Regions from separate parts of the Zea mays genome. Here region 2 is linked to region 1. The links are chromatin contacts, called in public Hi-C maps. All regions are on one chromosome and are shown on one strand. The core of a region is the stretch at or near the end of the contact, and the rest is flanking DNA. Distances in the headings are between cores, read along the strand shown. Region 1 overlaps LOC100381729. Region 2 holds the start of LOC100272522.

Region 1 (3,677 bases), core at 871-3,370:
TTTTAGGTTGTTCACCTTCTTTAACTAGAGCAAATTTAGACTTGTTCCATTCATCACTAACAAACAAGCCTTGTAATCTACTCTTATGCTTATACATGCTTTCCAAAGTCAAGAATGATGTTGCAAATCGAGTCACACCTGGCCTAACAAGGTCCCCACCTAGCTTTTCTCTCATTAGGCTATGAAGTCACCCATGCTTGTACAAGAACCTCGAAACCTTCTTGGCCATGTTGATGCAAGTGTTGAACTCCTTGATCTTGCCAATATCCTCCAACAACAAATTCAAGCAATGCGTAGCACAAGGAGTCCAAAACAGGTGGGGAATTATGTCCATAAGGATCCTTGTCGCTGCTTTGAAATTGGCTCCATTGTCAGTGATCACCTGGACCACATGTTCTTTCCCCACCTTCATTATTTGCTTCTCCAATAGATCTGCCAACATATTGGCATTTGCTATCTCACTTGATGCATCGATAGAACCTATGAAGTAGGTCCCCGCTGGACTGTTGGCAAGGAAGTTGATCAAATGTCGTTGTCGTATGTCAGTCCACCCATCTAACATAATTGAGCAACCATATTCCTTCCAAGCCTCTTTGTGCTTAGCTCTCAATGTTGATGTTCTCTTCACTGCCCTTTCAAGCCAAGGTACCCTTGCCTCATAGTATGATGAACCACGATATCTAGGACCGTACTGACCAATAGACTCCATCATAATCTACCAGCTTCTTGAGTTGACGACATTCAATGGAATCTTGTTCTCATATAGAAAATCAGCTACATGGTCGTCAATAATTTGCTTTGCTTATGTTTCTTTCTTTGTGTAATGCTCAAGAGTGGCTTGAGAAGTTTTGTTTTTATGTCTCTCTGCTACAACTTCCTCTAGAATCTTGCAAAGCATGGAACTCACTAATTTTCTGCCTTCTGTGTATTTGGTTTTATAGGAGCTGATACAACAAATGAAGACATGGAAGTTTAGACAATTTGCTTTTTGCTTTCTTGGTTTTTGTCCTAGAACTTGGTAGGGGACCTACATCAATCTGCTCCCCTTCCTCTTCTCCTTCATCACCATCAGCAGTAATCACAACCCTCATGTTCCTTCTCAGATAGGTGTGCATCTCCTTTGAAACCACTTCTGGTACTCTAGCACACTTCATGGTGTCACCAAACCCACCGGCAAGATGCTGCTTAAACCTCTTGATTCTAGATGGCACAATCTTCTTATAAAAAACACACTGAACAAAATCCTTCTTTTGTCTCTGGCCACCACCCAAACTGCCATCCTTGGTCTTGTGACCTTGCCTTTCTCTTAGGGTCATTTTCTTGTGCACTAAGCTCAGGAGGGAGTGCTGCAATTGCCTTTTCAACAAGAGTTTTACAATCTGCAGCAGATGATAAAGCAGACACAGGACCAGTGCTATCAGCATTTGAGGCCACTAGAGGAACAGAAGCACTTCCACTTGCACTACCGACCACATTTACTCAGGGAATAAGACCTCAACATTATTAGCATGTCCATAGCCACCATTAAACTCTAAACAAACAACACAAACACAGACAGAGATGCAGTTACTATTGGCAGAAGGAGGGGAGATGAACTCAGGGTGACTGTTCACTGCTGTTGGGGAGCAGGTGCACCTTCAGGTGCTACTAGTGGTAATAGAGGAGAGTGAGAGTAGGGGGAGCAGGTGCTACCTTCAGATGACGAGCTCATCTTGACTCGGTGACAGACACCGGAGAATATGACTGGAGCTAGATGGCGACAAAGAGGAGTAGGGTTTACTACTGAACAAAGGTTGACGGCTGGGAGGTTTTGTGTTAGGCAAGATAGGGTTTCGGCTGACCAGGGGCAACATATATGTTGCTACTGTAGATGGTTAGTATAAACGTGTGACACCAAGGAGTGACCCGGGCCCTTACGATCGGATGACTAATAATCGCGTCGTCTTCCTAATCGCCATCTACCAGGCGGCCAGTCCGACTAATCGCGATTAATCATGATTAGTCGGACGACTTGTAAACACTGGTGCCTACAATGCGTGCCAGACTGCCAGCCCAAGCACGACACGCGTAGTATGCCAGGCTGGCATGGGCACGACGACCTGTGTGCCGTGCCGGCCTGGGCCGTGCTCAGGCGTGTCGGGCTGCACGACGGGTCTGCTCAGTTTAGACATGTATAAACATTGTACATATAGAGGATCCAATTCTAGAGATATTGCTAGAGATAAAGAAGGGATAAAAGACGAAATCTTTTAGAGAATAATATATTCTTTTATGGGTAACATTGTATATATAGAGGATTGAATTTAGGAAACGTTGCTGAAGATATTGCTAGAGATGAAGATATATAAAATACGGAATCTTTTAGGAAATATTATAAAAGATAAAGAATATTTTTTTATACGACGAAATTTAGAATAGAGGAGCACATCTTCACGGACACAAGAGCAACTAGAGCCTAGCCAAACACGTCCTAACCAGAGTGATCGTTACATCATTACAATTCCACATTTCTTATTTATAAATCGTGGCATTTTGGGGAGAATTCTTCAATTACAGAATGCATTTTCATAAAACTGGGAAGGCAACAATGACATTTGGATTCTCTTGTACAATCGATCTTCACACCGAAGCTTAAAAACGCCCTAACAGTAGTATGTTACAAAACAGGTTTTTTCGTGCACAAGTATTTGAGAATACAATGAACAAATCGGCGACGGTATACAGTGAGTGAAACCAGCAGTATAGACACGCAAAGAATGGGAGACGAAGGAAAAATACAAAATTATACATGCGCGTAAGATCCACACGGTCCAAATCGACCTCACTGCGCTTTCATGGCTCTCTCTTTGCATAGCTGGTGCCACTCCTGAAGCACGGCAGCCTGGAGAGCGCGGTGCTCAGCCTCCTCCGCGGTGAGCTTGGAGAGCGTCGAGGGGCCCTTGGGGTTTCCAAACCCATCTAGTTCCTCGCTCTGCTTTCGCTCCTCTTCCTCCTCTTGATCGGTCTTTGCGGGTGGGACCTTTGGCCTGGCTGCCTTGAGCAGGGCAATCCTCTCCATGGAGATCTTCAGCTGCTCGGCGGCCACACTCTTCACCTCATCCTCAGGCATGTATTCCACAGCGCCGTCGGTGATATCATCCAGCCAGCCCTGGAGGTCGGATTTGATCTCTCTCGTGATGGATTCATCGGATGCGCGCATGACGAATTTGCAGATCATTGTGGTGGTCTCATCACCCAAATCAACATTCCGGCTGACTTCACTTGCCCCAAATATCATCATGCCCACAAATCCACCAAACCATGTCTTTGCTGCATAACATAACTGTAGGAGATGTAAGTTATAGTCATCACTCAAAATGTTTACTAGTTATGAATACGAAATAAATACTGCACCATTTAGTATACAGCGTACCAAAGATTACCTGGAATCCAGCTACTGTCCGGATGAAATGTGAGCAGACTTGATGGAAGGGCTTAGAAGAAATCGACTTCAATCCACTGAGGAAGGGAGAGCTGTCATACTGCTGAGCAGCGGTGGCCTTGAAACCACTGCCTTCATATGTGTATGTGCCAGTGCACTCCACCATGGCTGGTAGGCTAGGCCATAGCCGGAAATACTCAACTGGAGAACACTCTAATGGTAGGAGGAGCTCAGCGAGAGGAAACTTGTATGGTTG
Region 2 (3,911 bases), core at 1,347-3,846, 700 kb before region 1:
AACAAACCAAAAGTCAAAATTTAGTCACATTGCAACGAGAGACGATACCTGGCCAAGATCCTCCATTGTGGTAACTCCACCGGGTGTTTTTGGGGTCACATCCAGTAATAATTCTCCACTCATGATTCTCGAGAGCAGGATAGCATATCTTCAGAGGCATCTCACCAACTAGCTCATCCCACTTTTCCTCGATCAGATCCATTATAGCAACTGACTGTTCTGGGGTGGCTAGAGATGATACAATGGCAATGCAATTGCCAAGGGCAAACCACCGGAAATCCATCATAGCAGGGCTGACGTTGCCAAGAAAGTAGCCTCCTCGACATGGCATGAAATCAAACACCCAATCAGGAATGGAATCTGGAATTACATTGAACTTGTTCACAGCAGTGTGGGAATACTCTTCTGTTTTGTATCTGTATATGTTATTCAGCTGGTGAAAATCTAGCCAGAAGTAATTCCTCATGTGGTAGGTTAGTGCATGTAGTCGTTGCCCTATCTTCTCTATGAAATCCTTCCCTTCGCCCTCTGGCTTGAGCATTTGGAGAGCACATCTTAATGCCATATAGAATAGGGCTTGAATCTCAATGGGATAACCATATATACCCTGAAAATTGAAGAAATTACGATCATGCAATGGTGGGAAGCTTCATTTAGAATTAATAAAAAAGGAAACTTCATTTAAAATCAATATGTAATTCAAAAGTAGAACAAGCAACAAGAGAACTTGTAGGGGCATACTACAGATTGTCACTTTCTACCAGTATTATCTGTTTGTACTTCTGCAAAAACTGTGTTTCTTGCCTCCAAGGTACCGAAAGGCTATACAAGATTGCCATTAAAATTTGGTTGCAAGTAGTATGAGAATTTGTGCAGCTGTAAGACTACCATAAAAACTTAAAAAGTAGAGTAGAAAATTAGGAGACAGGGATGCTCCTTCATTATGGAAGAACATGCAGAACCTGCCAATCCTATTGCCACCTCAGCTGATATGTACTACTTCTACAGATATGCATCTAAATATGAATTAGATCAAAGGTGAAGTGATGCTACCATTCGACGATCAATCATTGAGCAGCCATCTGTGCAGAGCAGAGTTGGAAAAGTATCAAATCCTTCAGATAAGCAGAGATTCAGTATCAACCTCATGCACTTCTGGCATTCAGGTGATTCTGACAAACTAACATCTCCGGTGTACTTTGTATATGCCCGAAGGAGAATGATCCACCAAAATCCAGAGTCAACCGGTGCCACCCTACCGATTGCACTCTCACCAAAATCAGCGACTAAGGTTTCAGTGTTTCTGTTTTTATTACGGTCCACCTTGAAACTTGCTGGCATCGCTCCTGCTCCAAGCTTGAATCGGTCTACCATTTTCTCAGAGCTCTGAAGGTGAAGAGTTTTCAAGAGAAAATTCTTCACTATGTCAGTCTCATTGTTCATTAGAAAAGCCAATGCGCTCGGAACGAAATCCCTCACAAAAACCTGAAATAATTAATAATAAGGGAGCAATCAATCTTAGCACGCCATCAGACTTAATTCTTTAAGAAGTAACCAGAAATAGAAAAACAGGAAAAATCCAGTTACAGACCATACTGCTAATGTTCCACGGTTACATATTACCGGAACACATTTTTTATCACGTAATCTTAGAAAATACAGAACAGAAATTGAAATCTTGTTGCAAGTGCTAGTAAAAACAATGGAAGTATAGTATTCATTGATTATGATACATGTATCAAATTATAGCCTGAAACGAGTATATACACTGAGCAATGGAAATAACTAGGTAAGCACTAATATTCCAGCGTTCATAAACAGAACAAACAAAAAGGTTCCTCTGTTTCCACAAATTTGATGTTCAGTGAAGCCCGATTCGCATTCAATAATTTACCTGATCATAGTTGAGCACTTCCTCCGACGCATGATCGACGGCAGCAATGGTGCCGACGGGCTGTTCCCGGAAGTAGACGACCGATTTCCTGAGCGCCTCCCAGGCCTCGTTGACGAGCGGGTGCGGGCCGCCGAAGTGCGTGCCGACGGAGAAGGGCGAGTCGAAGCCGCCGGACGGGAATGCCGGCGACTGAAGCACGCTGTCGAAGCCGTCGTTCTGGCGGTGGGAGAGCTCGCTCCACGACTGCTCGTCGAAGGAGCGCTTCCGCTCCAGCGTGAACCTGGGCTTGTCGATGACGAGGCGCGACAGGTCGAGGTTGATCTCCGCCTCGGAGGCGAGCGAGACGTGCGACGACACCCGCTTCATGCCTGCCGCCTCCGCCGCCACCTGGCGCGCGCCGGTCCTACGGAGGAGGGATTTCTGGAGTTCAGGGACGGTTCGTGGTAGTGGCCAACGAACAATACAGCAGATTCATGCCGTTCCGCCTCCGAAACCGAAATAGAATGAAAATGAAGAGCAGCAGGTCTGTCCGTCTGTCCGTCCGTCGTCCTTACCGACGAGAGAAGAGGCGGGTTGATGTTGATGCTCACTGCGCGCGCACTGGCGTCCGGAGGCGCGTGAGGACGTGGAGGAGGGCGCCCGCCGGAGACCGGAGGGAGGATGGGTGGATCTGGATCGGGGTGCGCTCGGCGCGCAGGGTGGTGGTGCGGTGGACAGCCTACGAAAATTTTGGGCAAGAAATTGTGACCTTCGGGCCAGGGCCTTAAAAAGACCCATCCGAAACTACGGAACGATGAAGCAATACCTCTTGCTTAAAATAAGATGCGTTAATCTTTTTTTTCATCTATCTCATTCATAATTCTAAAGGTTAACAAATTTGACTGACGGAAAATCTCTCTTTCCATGAGCGAGAACATTCACAGAGCATGTTTCTTCACCGGCAGGAACATTCACAGATCGGACTAACAGATATGCAGCAGAGTACTCCAGTCAATGCATGTGCTGTTGTTGATCGAGTGGATATTATCGAATCTGCTTTAAAATTAAAGATGCGATCTGAAAGTCCTTCATATATTTTGTAGTTTCCTAAAATACAACTGCAAATTCATTGACAACCAAAAGGAGAGTGGTAGGTAGTAGTACTACAGCATCAATTTTAGTTTTTGGAATCCTTTTTGGGAGGAAATTTCCTGGGTCAAAATCTGAATCCGAGTCGCCGGCCACTGCTTCGGGAGGAGGGGGAGTAGGTGGCACGCGCAGGGTGTGGCTGCTCCGGCCGACGAGTCTGACCAGGATCCGACGTGGCACGTAAAGGCCATTGGCAGCTACGAGGCGTCCTCGCTCATTCAGGGAGTCGGTGGGTGCTGGGCCTGCTGTCTGCTATCAATTTGGCCAATACTTTAACATGTTTTCTTCGTCCAGAGAGGACAACTGGTTTGATTACGCTATCCATGAATTTTGCTCTAAAGCGAAAGGACTGGGTGAAATATTTATTTTTAGAATCCGGAGTCACCGTAGCCATGGTACTTTTAATTAATCAAGATCTGCCACTAACTTACGGAGAATTTAATCTGGATCTAAACAATACAATTACTAAGAATAGGGGTAAAAAATATACCACTCCTAAATCATCTTTCTTCAATTAATATCATGATACTTGTTAATTCTTCTCTTTCTGAGTTCTAACCAAGTTTTAAATCTAAATTTTACGTAGTTTAACTACTTTATCTCTCACTAGAGGTGTAAATAGAGATCTGATACCCAATAACTTATAGGGAATTACTCTATTAAAGCTAGTTTGACAATTCTATTTTTCCAATAGATTTCTATTTATCCTAAGAGAAAATGAACTAAATTTACTTGGGAAAAATAAAAATAACGTGGGAAAATAGAGTTCCTAAACTAGCCCTTAGGGTTAGGTTATGGAATGATTTTGATCCCCATGGGTTTGGATTTGAGAGAAATTCCTTCTCCGTTGGGTATGTGAGTATGGGTACGGGCAGAAACCTGAATCCGA

The links. Hi-C and Micro-C count contacts between places; a contact is called where the count stands out from the background.
Region 2: a Hi-C map of tassel shows a contact between it and region 1, with 3 times the contacts expected there. The contact joins the promoter of LOC100272522 here to the enhancer-like site in region 1. A contact is called at or near these places in 2 of 25 Hi-C or Micro-C datasets (ear and tassel).

Annotation. Positions count from the first base shown.
Region 1 is chr2:138,989,179-138,992,855 of Zm-B73-REFERENCE-NAM-5.0, reverse strand. It overlaps LOC100381729, which reads right to left. Exons shown (of 7, transcript NM_001349030.1): 6 at 3,423-3,677; 7 at 2,553-3,322. The coding sequence ends at 2,822. Among protein-coding and RNA genes, the nearest start is that of LOC118476363, 24 kb to the right of the region's middle. Within about 2 kb of position 2,120, at least 4 of the 20 cell types and tissues checked have an H3K27ac peak or open chromatin away from gene starts, as enhancers often do. A contact at or near this core is called in tassel, where this site is marked.
Region 2 is chr2:139,689,084-139,692,994 of Zm-B73-REFERENCE-NAM-5.0, reverse strand. LOC100272522 reads right to left here and starts at 2,596. Exons shown (of 5, transcript NM_001353446.1): 1 at 2,449-2,596; 2 at 1,895-2,297; 3 at 1,054-1,485; 4 at 49-607. The coding sequence starts at 2,260.